2 separate regions of the Ovis aries genome follow, and region 1 is linked to region 2. A link is a contact called in public Hi-C data. All regions are on one chromosome and are shown on one strand. The core of a region is the stretch at or near the end of the contact, and the rest is flanking DNA. Distances in the headings are between cores, read along the strand shown. Region 1 overlaps DENND2B (DENN domain containing 2B). Region 2 holds the start of TMEM9B (TMEM9 domain family member B).

The links. A called contact is a pair of places that touch in the nucleus more often than the background predicts.
Region 1: a contact with region 2 is called in a Hi-C map of mesenteric adipose tissue, with 2.4 times the contacts expected there. The contact joins the enhancer-like site here to the promoter of TMEM9B in region 2. A contact is called at or near these places in 2 of 16 Hi-C or Micro-C datasets (mesenteric adipose tissue and tail adipose tissue).

Annotation. Positions count from the first base shown.
Region 1 is chr15:43,450,540-43,458,140 of ARS-UI_Ramb_v3.0, reverse strand. It overlaps DENND2B (DENN domain containing 2B), which reads right to left. Exons shown (of 21, transcript XM_027979402.2): 2 at 3,581-3,669. Among named protein-coding and RNA genes, the nearest start is that of DENND2B, 45 kb to the right of the region's middle. Within about 2 kb of position 6,255, at least 12 of the 54 cell types and tissues checked have an H3K27ac peak or open chromatin away from gene starts, as enhancers often do.
Region 2 is chr15:43,335,404-43,342,549 of ARS-UI_Ramb_v3.0, reverse strand. TMEM9B (TMEM9 domain family member B) reads right to left here and starts at 4,980. Exons shown (of 5, transcript XM_060399934.1): 1 at 4,794-4,980; 2 at 1-75.

The sequences.
Region 1 (7,601 bases), core at 5,006-7,505, 110 kb before region 2:
ACCACTCCAGGGCCTGGCTGCCAGGTGTGCCCCTGCCCTACAAGAGCTGCGGCTGCAGGTGGGGTACCAGCCCCGCCTCTACCCTCTACCCTGTTCCCGCCTAGTACCCAGGAGCCTCCCAGTGTCCCCGAGGACAGAGCTGGCGTGCCCTTGCCCAGAGGCTCCCCGCTCCCCTGCGATTCTGTTCCCTGGCACAGTCCCAGGGCATATCGAGTATCTCTGCCCTTGGAATTCCCACTTCCTCATTTCTTTCTTTATTTCTTGTTTCCCTCTAAACTATAGCTACAGGTTCCTAAGAGAGCTGCTCAGCCCCCCAAGGACCTTTCAGAGCAATAACTCTTCCTGCCAGTTAGAACCCTGCCTTTAAAACCCAGGACAGAGGAGAAAGGCCTCTGGGCTCCCTCAGAACAGTTTTCCCAGCACAACCTAACAGGATGAGGGAACGGGCCCTAGCAACTAGTAGCTTCCCTTCCAGCTCCTAAAATCTATGACTCTGTAAACACCAGGCAGCTACCTGTGGGACACTGGAAAAGCCAAGGGGTCTCTTGAAATCCCTCTCCTCTGAACGAAAACACGTGAATCAGGGGACCCAAGGAAAGCTCCATCTCTCAAGGATCATTTACAAGGCTCCAAGCCTACAGTGAACATCACTCTTACTAAACTTGCCTGTATGTTTCCTTTAACATCTTGAAGTTTTCAAAGGTTTTTCTCATTTTTATTTATAAATGCAAAAAAGAAGAGGGGCCTTTATAAATGGGAAAACCAGAACAGAGAGCAAAGTGACTTTCCAGAAGACAGAGGGACTATTCTTCAAGGGTCAGCTCATAACATCTTACATTATATAGGTCTTGACTGGTTTAAACTTCTTCCGTGGAAACTGTTTCATTTGCTCCTCCCAACAGTACTGTGGAGGAACTATTATCATTACCTCCATCTCACCAGCCAATAAATCTGAAGGTTGTAGAAGTTGAGAGTCTTGCCAATGGCTACCTGAACGGTGAGTAGCATGACCTAGTCACAATTCAAGTCTTCTAAACCCCAAGCTATTATCATTCTGCTACACCAGAAGAAAGAGCATCTGCTGGCCCTTTTTACATGAGCTGCTGCTGCTGCTAAGTTGCATCAATCGTGTCCAACTCTATGTGACCCCATAGACGGCAGCCTACCAGGCTCCTCCGTCCATGGGATTTTCCAGGCAAGAGTACTGGAGTGGGTCGCCAGTGCCTTCTCCACTTCACATGAGCGAGGGACATAAAATTGAAGGAGCTGCCCCACTACATCCACACAAATAGAGAACTGAGATCCTGGATTTGTGTTGCCCACTAAAAGGCCCAACGACTCCTCTTCATATCCCCTGACTTGAGTCCCAGCCAATAGCACCAGGCCACATCCCCCCAGTTAATCGAGGTGTCAACCAAGCAGAGGAGCCCTAGAATGGAATAAAAGGAAATACCGCTTAATAAGTGGCCCGTCCGAGGTGCAGGGCCATTGAGTTCACCCTTGTGGAGCCTCGGGCCACAACAGTGATGCACGCATGTACACATTCTGGGAGCCCGAATCGAGACACGGCCAGTGCTTTCATTGGCAAGCTGACCCGAAGTTAATCAGAAGGCCCCTCATTGTGTGCTGGAGTACAAAAGACATTCTGTTCAGAAAGTTCAAGAAGAAAAACCAAAGAGCTAGGACCGCAGCTGTTCCCTCATCCCACAGGGAAACCAAAAGCAGCCATCGAGCCTCCTGAGGCCCAGGAGTAAGTTTAAGACATAACACGGCTGAAGCCTCCTGAGGGGTCTCCACTGCAGGGAGTGTCCGCCGCATGAAACCTCCTGTTGAGATCACTGACAACCCTGGCGATCCCATCACCTATACAAGTGCCTTTCTGGAATGATCCTCTCCCCGAGGCCACACTGCGCTCACCACACACCGGTCCTCCAGGTCAGGATAAGTTTTACTGAAACACAGGACAAACAGTGTAGAAGGAGTACGTGGCAGAGACACCACATGCCCTGAGACTTGATTCAAACATTAACCAGGAAATCCATTCAGCACAACCACAGCACTTCAGGTCTCCTCAGGTAACCCAGCTCTTAGCAGCAACCCACTCAGAAACATCGGGATAATGAACCTCTTAACAGGTCCCACACCCCCTGACGCCCCCTGCCTCCACCCCATACATTTGTTTAGGAAAACCTGTGATGGATTTTATTAATAATAAAGGAGGACAGCTTGCTTCTTACCAGCCTACCTGGGGGACAGAGAGAGAGGAGAGACTGGCCCTGGTTTAGACATCCCTAGGACAGCCCCTCTCTCCTAATAACTACCCCAGAGAGACTTGGAGCTCACTGCAGCTCCCAGCTGAGTTAATTAGCTTTTATTTTTTTCATTAGGTCAGACATAGCAGCACCAAAAGACAACAGTGTTCACTAGAACAAACCCAGCCACTCAAAAGACACTGGAGTTTCCATGTAAGAACTACAAACACATTGCGGGAGTGATGATAATTCTCTTTTTTTTCCCTACATAAAAGACTCTTCCCGTAAAATTTCCTGAGCCTTTGTGCTAAATAAAAGTAAGATGATGATTCCTATAGTGAAGTCTAAACACCTCAGGTTCAGCAAGAGTGAGATCAGCTAGATTTGCAAAGTCAAGAAAACTGGCTGCCTCCCTCCTCTATAAGCTAATAGAATCCAACTGTTGGAGCATGACATCATTCCTGAGCCCCAAACCCTGAGCAGAGCAGAGCATACAGACACTCGCCGGCCTCCCAGAAAACAGCCCAAGACTACGGCCAGGAAAGGAGGAAAAACAATCCCAGCCGAGAGCTGACTTACCTGAAAGTCCCGGTGCTTTCCTGCCCACTCCATTCTCGGCAGAGTCTGGCTCACACCACAGTCTGTTAGGGAGCCCACGGCCCCCAAATCCACTCGCTCCGGCTCCGATACCTGCTGCGAGCTTCCCACAGCTCCTTCCTCTGACCTTTCGTGGCGCTCCTTCCAGCCAAATAAGCGGAGCACTGCTGGCCGGCCAGGCCAGTCGTCATGGAGACCCTGTTCTCGCCAGCGCTCGCTCCGATCTCTCCCTCCCTCCCTCCCTCTCCCCTTCCCTCTTTCCCCCTCCCTCTCCTCCCCCCACCCCACAGTCTCCCCCTCTCTCCCTCAGTTCTGGGAGGCTTTCACGGAACAGCACTGTCTTTTGATCAGCTCGGGCTCCGCACGCATTCCACTCCTCCTACCTCCCTTCCAGCCAGACAAGGGCTCTGGGCTGCTCCTGGGAACTCGCTTCAGCAGCTCAGAGGGGAGAAGGGAGAAGACAGTGAGTGGACTTGTTTTGTTCCCCTCCAGTGTCTCATTTTTTATAACTTGGAAGAGTCCCGGCTGGGGAGGGGGGTGAGGGGGGGAAGGAGTCAGCTGGAACGCTTGGAGGGGAAGCCAGCCCTTCCTCTGGGTCCTGGAGCGAGGGTAGGGAGGACCCAGATGCCCTGCCTTGACTTGTTTGTGCACTTGGGGTTTTCCGGGCAGCGGGCTGAGGCGGAAATGCACTCACATCTCAGGAGCTCGCCTGGGCGGGCCTCTCTGCTTACCTTGCTGCCTGCCCAGGTTGGGGCGACGACGTCAACCAGCACAGGGACACATGCTGCTAGCGCCGGTGCCGAAGCAGCCTCTCATCTCCCTGCGATGGAGAGGAAAGACTCAGTCAGCACCAGGAAGCATCCTGGGCAATCCAGAGTCACAGCCCGAGCATCAGACACGACACAGATGCAGAAAGCCCAAGCTTTCTGCGAGCTGCTGTCCAAGTCAGAAATGGCATCAGTCCTGACCGAGAGCTAGCACAGTGCCTGGAACACAGCAAGTCCTCAAAGTTTAACTCCCTGGTACATATTTCTATTGTGTAATAGTCTTTTACAGGATCTATCTTGTTTGATCCTCAAAACCTTTTGAAACATATTGTCATATTGTGTTAGTTGCTCAGTCTTGTCCAACTCTTTGGAGATCCTGTGGACTGTAGCCCACCAGGCTCCTCTGTCCACGGAATTCTCCAGGCAAGAATACCAGAGTGGGTTCCATTCCATTCTCCAGGGCATCTTCCCTATCCAGGGATTGAAGCCAGGTCTCCCGCATTGTGGGCAGATTCTTTACCATCTGAGCCACCATTATTATCACCATTTTATAGATGGGAAAACTGAGGCTCAAGGGGATCAAATGTTTAGTCCACGGTAACAAAGTTAGTTTGGCAGTCGAAGTACTAACAGTAGAGACCAATCTGCTGCCCCCTAGCCTGGTACTTTCCTCTAAAGTCCACTGCCATCTGATCTTACAAACTAACAACTTTTTTGACAGCCAGTCATGAGATCAAGGCTGGATTCCCTGGGGAAGATAAAGACTCCTTCTGAGTCATGATAAGACAGGCTCAATTACCATCCTTTCAGCCTTGAAGGCTCTGAGATAGCCTCTACGAGATGTGAAACATACTGGTGCACAGATTAGAGAAAAAAAGTCCTGCCCTACAGCTATACATCACCTTACAATTTTCAAAAAAACTCTCCCAATCTTGGCTCATCTCTCAAACCCAATAGACCCCGAGTTAGGATTCCTGTTATCATACTAATTTAACAGATTTTTAAAAAAAATCTAAAAGAGAGGTTAAATAACTTGCCCCAGGTCACAGAACCAGAAGACAGCTGATCTAGAAATAATACCCAAGCCTTTCAGCTCTCTTTCCTGTACTAAGTAGAGCAGTTCCAAGGGCACCAGACAAAGCCAGGGTCAGAAGACCAGGCAGTGCTGGGCTCTGTGACAGCCATATGCCCTTGGGAAGTCACCAAGCCTTCCAGCTTTTACCCATAAAACCCATCCCCTGAGCAAGTGACAGGTCTGGGATAAGCATGAAAAGATGTGTGTGAAAGCATTCTCCTTAAATCAGGCACTGAGCTGAGAATTTCATTCATCTCAGCTGCTCTTCATCACAGACAAAAACCTGGGGCAGTAGACATGGCCCCTAGAAAAGGACACAGAGGCTCAAGGAAGATACTTTTCAATATGTGTTAGCTGCTCAGTCATGTCCGACTCTTTGTGACCCCATGGGCTGTAACTTGCCAGGCTCCTCCGTCCATGGGATTCTCCAGGCAAGAATACTAGAGTGGGTTGCCATTTCCTTCTCCAGGGGATCTTCCCAAACCGGGGATCGAGCCTGGGTCTCCTGTATTCCAGGCAAACTCTTCACCATCTAAACCACCAAGGAAGTCCCATACTTTTTCCTGATGGAATCTTTAATGCAGAGACCCCTTGCAGAATCTTTGTGTTTTTGACTAACCTTCAGTATTATAGCAAATTTCTTAAAACAAGATTTTAATTCACTCTAGTTTAAAAGGTAAATATACGCAGGAGATAAGGTAGGAGGAGCATCACAAAATCCAGCAGGAAATAACAGGGTGGCACCAACCCTAAGTGGGGGACACTGCTGCATCAGTGGAGCAACCAGAGTGTCAAAGAGGGCACACTCAACCAGCCACTAGAAATACCCAATCCAACACCCCACCCCAAGTACCAACTCAGGAATTCCTCAAAGGCCCTAGCGTCCCCCATCCGTGAAGGACAGGATGAAAGGGCAAGGGCAACACCATCAAATCACTCACCTTCTCCCTTGTCCCGTTCCCAACAGGCAGTCCTCTGCTCTTCTCCTGATCCCTAAAATGCACATTCCACCTGCCCAGTCTCCATACTGAGAAACAAGAGGCAATACCCATTCATTTCTACAATAAGACACTAATCACAGTTATGATACCAACTCATGAGTTGAGTTGAGTGGGCTTCCTTGGTGGCTCAGCAGTAAACAATCCACCTGCAATGCAGGAGACTTGGGTTTGATCTCTGAGTCAGGAAGATCCCCTGGAGAAGGAAATGGCAACCCACTCCAGTATTCTTGCCTGGGAAATCCCATGGACAGAGGAGCCTGGTGGGCTACAGTCCATGAGGTGGCAAAGAGTCAGACACGACTTAGCGACTAAACAACAAATACCATATACCAGGCATTCCTCTAAGGAGCATGAAGGGTCAGGGCGGATTACTAAAGCTGATACGAGTCAGTCTCTTCTCTAAAGTAATGCAAACTTCAAAAAGCCTCCAGACCAGACCTGACACAGAATGCAGGCCATGCTCCCCCTAGTGGCACACAGGGGTTATAGTGGTTCCTTAGGGCCTTGTCCTGGGTCGGAGGGAGAGGGGCCCAGACAGGGACACAGTAAGTGCCCACTACTGGGAGAACCGCAATCTCTGCTGGGTGCTGCTATTGTGTGTAAGTTCCTTGAACTGGGCAGAGCAAGAGGTCAGCTGAATCCTGCTGCCTCTGCAAGGCTGAATTCAGACCAATCCTACCTGACCTTTCCGGAAAGACAGGAACCTGTAACCTGTGTGGTCTGCTGGGAGTCCCCATGCAGACTTGTACTGACAAGGAGGTACCTTTGTGCATCCCTACTTCTTTCTGGTCTGCAGCCAATCCACTTACCGACTCCAAACAATGCTACTTCCTAGATGTATCTTTCATCTGTCCATTTTTCTGCACCTCATTGCCACCCCAATCTCTCCCCTTAACTGCGACGAAAACCTCCTGCCCGCCCCAGCTTTCACTCTTACCCTCACAGCTCCATTCTCCACGGAGGTGTCTCAATCACCCTTTTACACTAGATCATGTCATTTCCTGCTTAACACAATCCAGTCGCTCCCCAACATTCAGGGTAAAATCAAAAATCTTCCCATGTCCCTCTAAGGCCCTGTATGACTCTTCTCCAGCCTCCTCTCCTGCCCTCCCCCTCTGGGTGCCAGCTCTGTGGGCCTTTTAGTTCCCTAAAGTGTCAGAGTTTCTCCAGGCTGTTCCCCTTTGCCTTAGATGCTCCCCTACGCCATAGTCTTTGCCTGGCTGAATCTTACTCAGCTCAACTTGCCTCTCACTTCCTAAGAGAAGTCTGCGACCCTCCAGTCTGAATGAGGACTTACCCTCCATGGCACTCACCATAATCTGTAATTGCTCCCTTGTGCCATAATGTGCTTCCCCCCAGGTTCCTTAGGAACAGGAACCTTGAATGCTTTGCTAGCCACCTTATTCTCTGCATGTAGTATAGGGCCCAGCTTACAGCTGGCACGCAGTAAAAATCTGCTGCATGAATGCACAAACCCCCATTCCTTCCTGTCCAACAGGAAGAAGAAACTTAGAACGGCTATTTCATGTCACTCATTGCATCTTTTCATAGACTTACAAACTATAATTACATCTCTTTTCCTCATGTGCCTTGCCTGTGGGCTCAACCAAAAATTCCTGTAAAGTCTCCCTGCGGTTTGTTTCCCAGAACTTCTCTCGTAAGGTCACTCTTCTGGGGACGCACTCCAGGGTTTTACAGTCTTTCCCATTCCCAGAGAGCCCACTCACAGGCACTCCACCAGCACAGTCACTGCCAAACCGTGCAGGATTCAGGAATTGCCCAGTGCCCACAGATGAGAAGGTTCTCTAGGGTCAGCTCCATTCAAGCACAAAAATGCTTTCTCTCACCTCCACTGTGCAGGTCACTATGCTTACTGAAAATACACATTTACTTAAAAATGCCATCCTAT
Region 2 (7,146 bases), core at 3,731-6,230:
GTTCTTATTATAAATATGCCCAGAATTATCTTTATAGGGAGGACAGATACATTTACATCGGACATCCTCAGAATTCTGTAACCAAAATAGAAACTTAGTATAGCTTGTTGACGGTTTATCATCAATATTTTTAGAAACTGCAACTTACACATTTTGTTAAGCATCCCCTGCCAAGTATTCCAAAACTATTCATTTAAATTTTTAAATAACTTTAAGAGACACAAGTTTTTAAAAAACCATTGGTAATGCTCACGAATAATTATATAATACATAAGATTATTTTGAAATAATACCTAGTATCTGTGGTTTATGAATCACATTTTTCAGTCACGTGACAAAATTGTGCTAACATTATCATCATCTACCTGCCAGTAGGAAGACATAGTAGACTGACAGCTGTGCCTTCAAGTTAAGAATGTTGATTACCGAAGGATTAGGAAATATCAAACTAAAAATTGCAAAACAAGTCACAATTCTGCCCATAACCCTTATGCCCTTTGGTATAAAGGCACTGATATGGATAAAGTGAGTTGGGACAGACTCCTAAAGGGATGAAGTTTTAGAGGCACTCAGCTACAACAAAAAAGGAAGTACATAAAGGAAGTAGCTTGCATGTAGCTGAGATCAGTTTGGTATACTCTTCCCAGGAAACTTTGCTTCTAATCCCTGGGAGACAGAGAGGACAACTACTGAAAAAGCAAGTTTGAAGAAGTGAAGAAGAGGTGACTAAATCTATGAACAGGAGTAGGAGATGCTTTCTCAGCAAAGGGGAATCTAATCTCAGAAGGAAGGCAGTGGCTCAGTAGCCTCCAGAGGACCGAGCCCAGAACTCCTATATATAGTGGCATGTCTGGCAGAGTTGTTGATAAGTCATTTACTCATTCAGCAGCTACTTAGTGAGCATTTATCCTGTGCCAGAACTTGAGCGAAAGGAGGTGGATTCAAGGAAGTCTAAGACACGGCTCCTTCCCACAATTAGGACACACCCAAGTAAAGAAGACTGACAAATACAGGGTTACAGGAATGTGCCACTTAAAGTGATGACAGTAGATACGCAGACGGTGCAATCAGTGTTTTGAAAATCAGGACACTTGATGCCGTCCCTTTTTCTGAAGGGAACTGGGGAAGATTTAAAAGAAACCTTGACTTAAACAACAAGGACCTGCTATAATAAACTATAATGAAAACGAACCTCAGTTATTTTCTGTACACTTGAAACTAACACAGCATTATCAATATTTCAATTAAAAAAAAATCCCTGACCAAACCTCCCATCTGTATGCCTGTCACTCATCTTTCCTGGCCTCTGTATTTAAAGGTATTATAGAGTAAAGCTCCAATTAAAAACATGCAAATATCATTCTGTTTTCCCATCAAATTAATGTGAATGCCTTCTGTTTCCTCCAGTAATGAGCCAGTTCATCAAGGAGGAAGCACAGGGCAGGTTTGGAGGGTATGGGCATGAAGGGGACTAGAGAGCAGCATGAGGGTGAAGTGGGAGATAGATGGGTTCCAGGTTGGAACCCTATTATTAGTCACCTCCTCAGATGGTGACTGCAGCCATGAAATTCAAAGAGACTTCCTCCATGGAAGAAAAGCTATGACAAACCTGTTGCTGCTGCTGCTGCTGCTAAGTCGCTTCAGTTGTGTCCAACTCTGTGCGATCCCAGAAATGGCAGCCCACCAGGCTCCCCCGTCCCTGGGATTCTCCAGGCAAGAACACTGGAGTGGGTCACCATTGCCTTCTCCAATGCATGAATGGGAAAAGCGAAAGGGAAGTCGCTCAGTCGTGTCCGACTCTTAGTGACCCCATGGACTGCAGCCTACCAGGCTCCTCCGTCCATGGGATTTTCCAGGCAAGAGTACTGGAGTGGGGTGCCATTGCCTTCTCTATGACAAACCTAGATAGCGCATTAAAAAGCAGAGGCATAACTTTGCCGACAAAGGTCTGTCTAGTCAAAGCTATGGTTTTTCCAGTAGTCATGTATGGATGTGAGAGTTGGACCACAGAGAAGGCTGAATGCTGAAGAACTGATGCTTCTGAACTGTGGTGTTGGAGAAGACTCCTGAGAGTCCCTTGGACTGTAAGGAGATCCAACTAGTCAATCCTAAAGGAAATAAATCCTGAATATTCATTGGAAAGACTGATGCTGAAGCTGAAGCTCTAATACTTTGGCCACCTGATGCAAAGAACTGACTCATTAGAAAAGACCCTAATGCTGGGAAAGACTGAAGGCAGGAAGTAAAGGGGAGGACAGAGGATGAGATGGTTGGATGGCATCACTGACTCAATGGATAGGAGTTTGAGTAAGCTCCGGGAGATGGTGAAAGATAGGGAAGCCTGGTGTGCTTGCTGTAGTCCATGAGGTGGCAGAGTCAGACATGACTAAGTGACTCAACAACAACTCTTTGCATTTTTTCAGATAAGATACAGGTGGGCTCCAGTTGAGGAATTTACAGCCAACAAAAACAGGGTAAATAGCCAGTCTTTGTCTCTTACCTGAAGGGAACAATCATGGCAAGGACAAAGTAAGGAAAAAATCCTGTCTGATAAGGGAGATACTACACCTGCACAGAAAGGCTACTTGGAATCCAAAGTCAGAGGATAATTCCAGCCCATAATCAGTCTTGCTCCTCCCAGAAGCCTTCACTTTAGATCCATCTTGGTTAGGGTATGTGCACACCCCAGGGGAGGGTCCTGAGACAAATTAACTGGGGGTGGGGGTGGCCTGAGAAAGCAAGGTGACTGGCCTGAGGGAAGAGGAAGACCGGGAAAACTGCCCCTTTATAAAGGATTTAAACTTCCCCAAAGCACGACTCTCTCTGAGGTTGCCCATGAGCCTTTTCGCATGTACTTTTCTTTTCAAAACTTTTTATACTCTTTACCTTCTGCCTCCTTGCCTGCTTTCATTCTTGACTAGGCAGGTAAGACTAGGGACTCTAGCCCTAAGTGTTGGCTCCTGTGGTCCAGTGCTTAGGACTCCCCATCTGGGAAACTAAGATCTGGCTTCCAGCCACCGCGGCTGCTGCTTGCTGCAAGCTGCCGCTTACTGCTATGAGCATCAGAAATCAAGGGGATGAGAAGAGCCAAGAAATGGAGCAGGGCAGAAGGCCACAACTTCACCTCTCCTATAGTTTGGATCCTCCCTTACCCACTAAATCAACAAGAAAAGAGAAGGCAACAAAGGGGCTAGGAGATCCTGGAGGGAGTGAGGTGAGGATATGAGGCCGGTGATAGACTCTGTTCAATTCAGTTCAGTCGCTCAGCTCAGTCGTGTCCGACTCTTTGCGACTGCATGAATCGCAGCCAGGCCTCCCTGTCCATCACCAACTCCTGGAGTTCACCCAAACTCTTGTCCATCGAGTAGGTGATGCCATCCAGCCATCTCATCTTCTGTCGTCCCCTTCTCCTCCTGCCCCCAATCCCTCCCAGCATCAGAGTCTTTTCCAATGAGTCAACTCTTCGCATGAGGTGGCCAAAGTATTGGAGAGACTCTGTAGGTCCTTCCTATTGAGAAGGAAGGCTGCCAGGAGAGGCAAGTTCCTACAGTGGGAAGGGAATCTGTTAAGAGATGAGTTGAGAGGAGTTAGTTCCTAAGAGGTAAGGCGCCTGTGAGCTGGGCCTTCCTATATGGGCTTGGGGAATTTCGCAGGGTGGTCCGTGAGGCTGGTGAAGGGTGACGGTAGACTGTCAGAGCTTAAGTGTAAAGCTCAAGTTAAAAGCTCTCAGAGTTGGAAAGGCTGTAAAGTTGGAAGTGGGTCCTGTCAGGGCTGGGAAGGGAAATTTAAGGGGCCAGACATGCTGTCCGGGCCCGTCTGGACCAGGTGGGGCGGGGTAGGGTGTCAGCGCCCGGGGTGGGAGGGGGTGGGGGCGGGGGCTGTCCGGCTGTCAGGGATGGGGGGCGGGAGTGCCATCCGGCGGTCCGGAGGGTTCCGGGCGGGGGTCTGCCAGGGCTGTGACGCTAGGGATCGGGCTGGCAGGGCTGGCAGAGGACTGGGGTGGGGCTCAGGTGGACAAGGCCGGAGGTAGAGGAGGAGCGCCGGTCGGAAGCGAAGGCTGGGCGGGACTCACCTTGGCGGCGTCTGACAGCTGCACCAGCAGCAGCACCGAGAGCGCCAGGCAGGACAGGCTGAGCATGGAGGCGAGACGAAGGAGGCCGGCCCACAGGGTCGCCATCGCAGCCAGGCCCAGCAGTCGCCACAGCCGGAGCCCCCGGGACCAGCTCCGGGCCGGGCTCCGGCTCGGGCTCCTCCGCCCGCACTTCCGTCTGGGCCCTTGCGTCACGGGCCGCGCCGGGTCAGCTACAAAAAGCATTCGACCCGGAAACGGTTCCCGGTGCGGAGGCCGCGAGGCTCCGCCGTGCCCTAGAAGCTTAGGCGGCCTGTCGCGGGGACAACCTGCGCTCGGCGGAGCTTCGAGGCTCTAGGATGTCTTTCCCCGGCACAGAAGCAGCCGGGCCGCGGACCGCCAGTGAGCTGGGAGGTCCTTCCATCCAGGGAGGCAAGCCTCTCCCGCCCAGCCCCCGCAGAAAGCCCGGGCTGTCAGATCCTCTAGCAAGTCCGGGGTTCACCAGAGCGACCCCTGCGAGGCCGGAGCCGTTCGTTGGCAGCCTTAGGAGGACGGAGTGAGCCCCAGCCTCAGGAATTGCTGAGAGGCGGCCCGTCCCGGCCGGCGCAGGCGGGGTGGGTGCTAAGCTTGGGAACAGGTATGATACCGACAGAGCCATCCCTTCCCCGGAAGCCCACTCGCAGTTAGAGGGTCGAGGGGTCCTCTCTGGCACTTTGGTACTGACCTGCGGCCCACTCGCCTCCCGGAAACCGTTCCCGGGGAGGCTGCTAACAATCTGTGGGCTGCCTTCGTGTGTGTGGCCTCCGTCTGGGGCTCCTCGCTGCCCTTCCGCTGGGGGCTGACCGGTTAGGCCCGGCCTGCCGCCAGGAACTGGGCCACAGCAGAGGGGCTGGGCCGGGCCGGGCCAGGCCAGGCTCCGGAAGTTGTAGAGTTGGCGAAAGAATCTCCCTAGAAGCCGCCTCCGCTCAAGATTTCAGAAGATGGGGGATCACGGTGCTACAATCCTGTTCAGGGCTGCTGGCTCCTAACTCAAAACTGGGGACCGCTGATGATCTATCCCAGAGCGGGTCATCCTGAAGGATAATTTGGAAGAACCCTGGAGATGGTACAGTCTCTCCAATTAAAATATTTTTCAGTTAGTAGTGGAAAGGGCATAGTAAAGATTTTGGTCCAAACACTTCCTTTTTCTGGGCTTAATATGAGGGGATTGAACTCTCATATGTGGGTTTCAAATTTTGCTTTCATGGAATACCCGTGTTTCTTCCTCTAAGCAAAACTTTAAAGTGGTCTTTTCCTAGTTTGTGGAAATGCCTTAATAGATAGAATTTTCTCAGTATTTTTCTCACGTGTGATTCTTGTTGCTGCTAGACTAACACAAGAAGGTGTCTGATATTATGCCAGGTATTTTTAGACCCTTTCAGTCCCAAACGGCAGCACTAGATGACCTTTCACAGGCCCCTCCAGGCTGCCCTGTCAGTTTCCTTGTCAGATTTTCTTAGTGGGTATCCTACTGGCCAGTGTCAAATGTGTCTGACCTTAATGCACTTGTGGATTCGTGATTGCTAAAAGCTGTCTCATCAGCAAGTTTGGGATCAGTTTAGGGATAGCTGTCCAGGTCTGGATCTGAAGGAGTGCTTTTACTCTTTGGCTAAAACCTCAGAGGCCTTCCCTTCAAATTTGTTCTCAGGGCCCTGATTGGGGGCACAGAGATCTAGAGGAATATATAGTAGTGCCTCAGCAAGTACACTCAGTCTGGGCAGAATTTGAGTTACACTGTCTGACATTGGTAGCCACTAGCCCCAGGTGGCGACTGAGCACTTGAAGTGTGACTGACTGGAACTGGGATGCACTATAAGTGTAAAAATGTACTGAATTTCAAAGATTTAACATAAAAATCATATTAAAATATCTCATGTTAACCGTAAACTCAGTGTTTTTATATTCAGGTTGAAATATTTTGGATGCGTTAGGTTAAATAAAACATTAAAACAATTTCACTTTTTATTTTTACCTCTTAAATGTAGCTACTAGGAAATTTAATGTTTATGTTAGACATACCTGTTCTAGAATGTAAGATGTGGCTGCCCAGAGTAGAGTGTGACTGTATGATGATTGGTTGCCTGGCTAGAGTCTGAATGAAGACTCAGACCTGGGTAAGGAGAAGGGCAACAGCTGAACTGGCACAGCTAGAGCCCAGGACTGGCGGGGGTTGGGGGGTGGGGGCGTATATGGCATGAAACATAAAATTCCAGTGATCCAATGGAAGTGGAGGAGTTGGTTCTCATTCTGCCCTACTCATACCTAGATAACTCCTGCTTTCCCCTTAGGTCAGAGGTCTTCTCAACTAGAAAAGCTTCCCTAACTTACCTGCATTTCCATCTGTATTTGTGCAGATTTGTTTCCTAATCTAATCCGTTACAAAAAAATTATGTTTTCATATCTGCCTCTGAACTCCCAACCTCCACCCAAACTTGGCAGTCTTTGAGGGCAAGGGTTTTCATTATCTTTGTACCTAGAGACTGCTGCTGCTGCTGCTAAGTCGCTTCAGTCGTGTCCGACTCTATGTGACCCCATAGATGGCAGCCCACCAGGCTCCCCTGTCCCTGGGATTCTCCAGGCAAGAACACTGGAGTGGGTTGCCATTTCCTTCTCCAATGCATGAAAGTGAAAGTGAAGTCGCTCAGTCGTGCCTGACTCTTATCGACCCCATGGAGTGCAGCGTACCTGGAGATTGGGATAGAGTAAAAACCAATAAATGTTTGTGGGGACCTGGAAAAGGGAAAAATAGAAGAGGCTCCTCTGGTCAGTCTCTAAGAACCAGGTACCGACAGTACTTGAATCCCTGCTTCCTTTGTGACCATGAGAGGACGATGCTGAGATACCCTAAGAAGTGCATGTGGGATCTGGGCACCATAGTAGGTCAGTCAGTTCAGTCACTCATTTGTGTCTGACTCTTTGCAACCCATGGGACGTAGGAGAGGGAGATTTCTGACCTAGGATCTTCCTAGACCTTCAAGTCACATCAGGGTTGTTCTGTTTACAGACAAGACTGGCCTCAGTGAGTACGCACTCTTTCC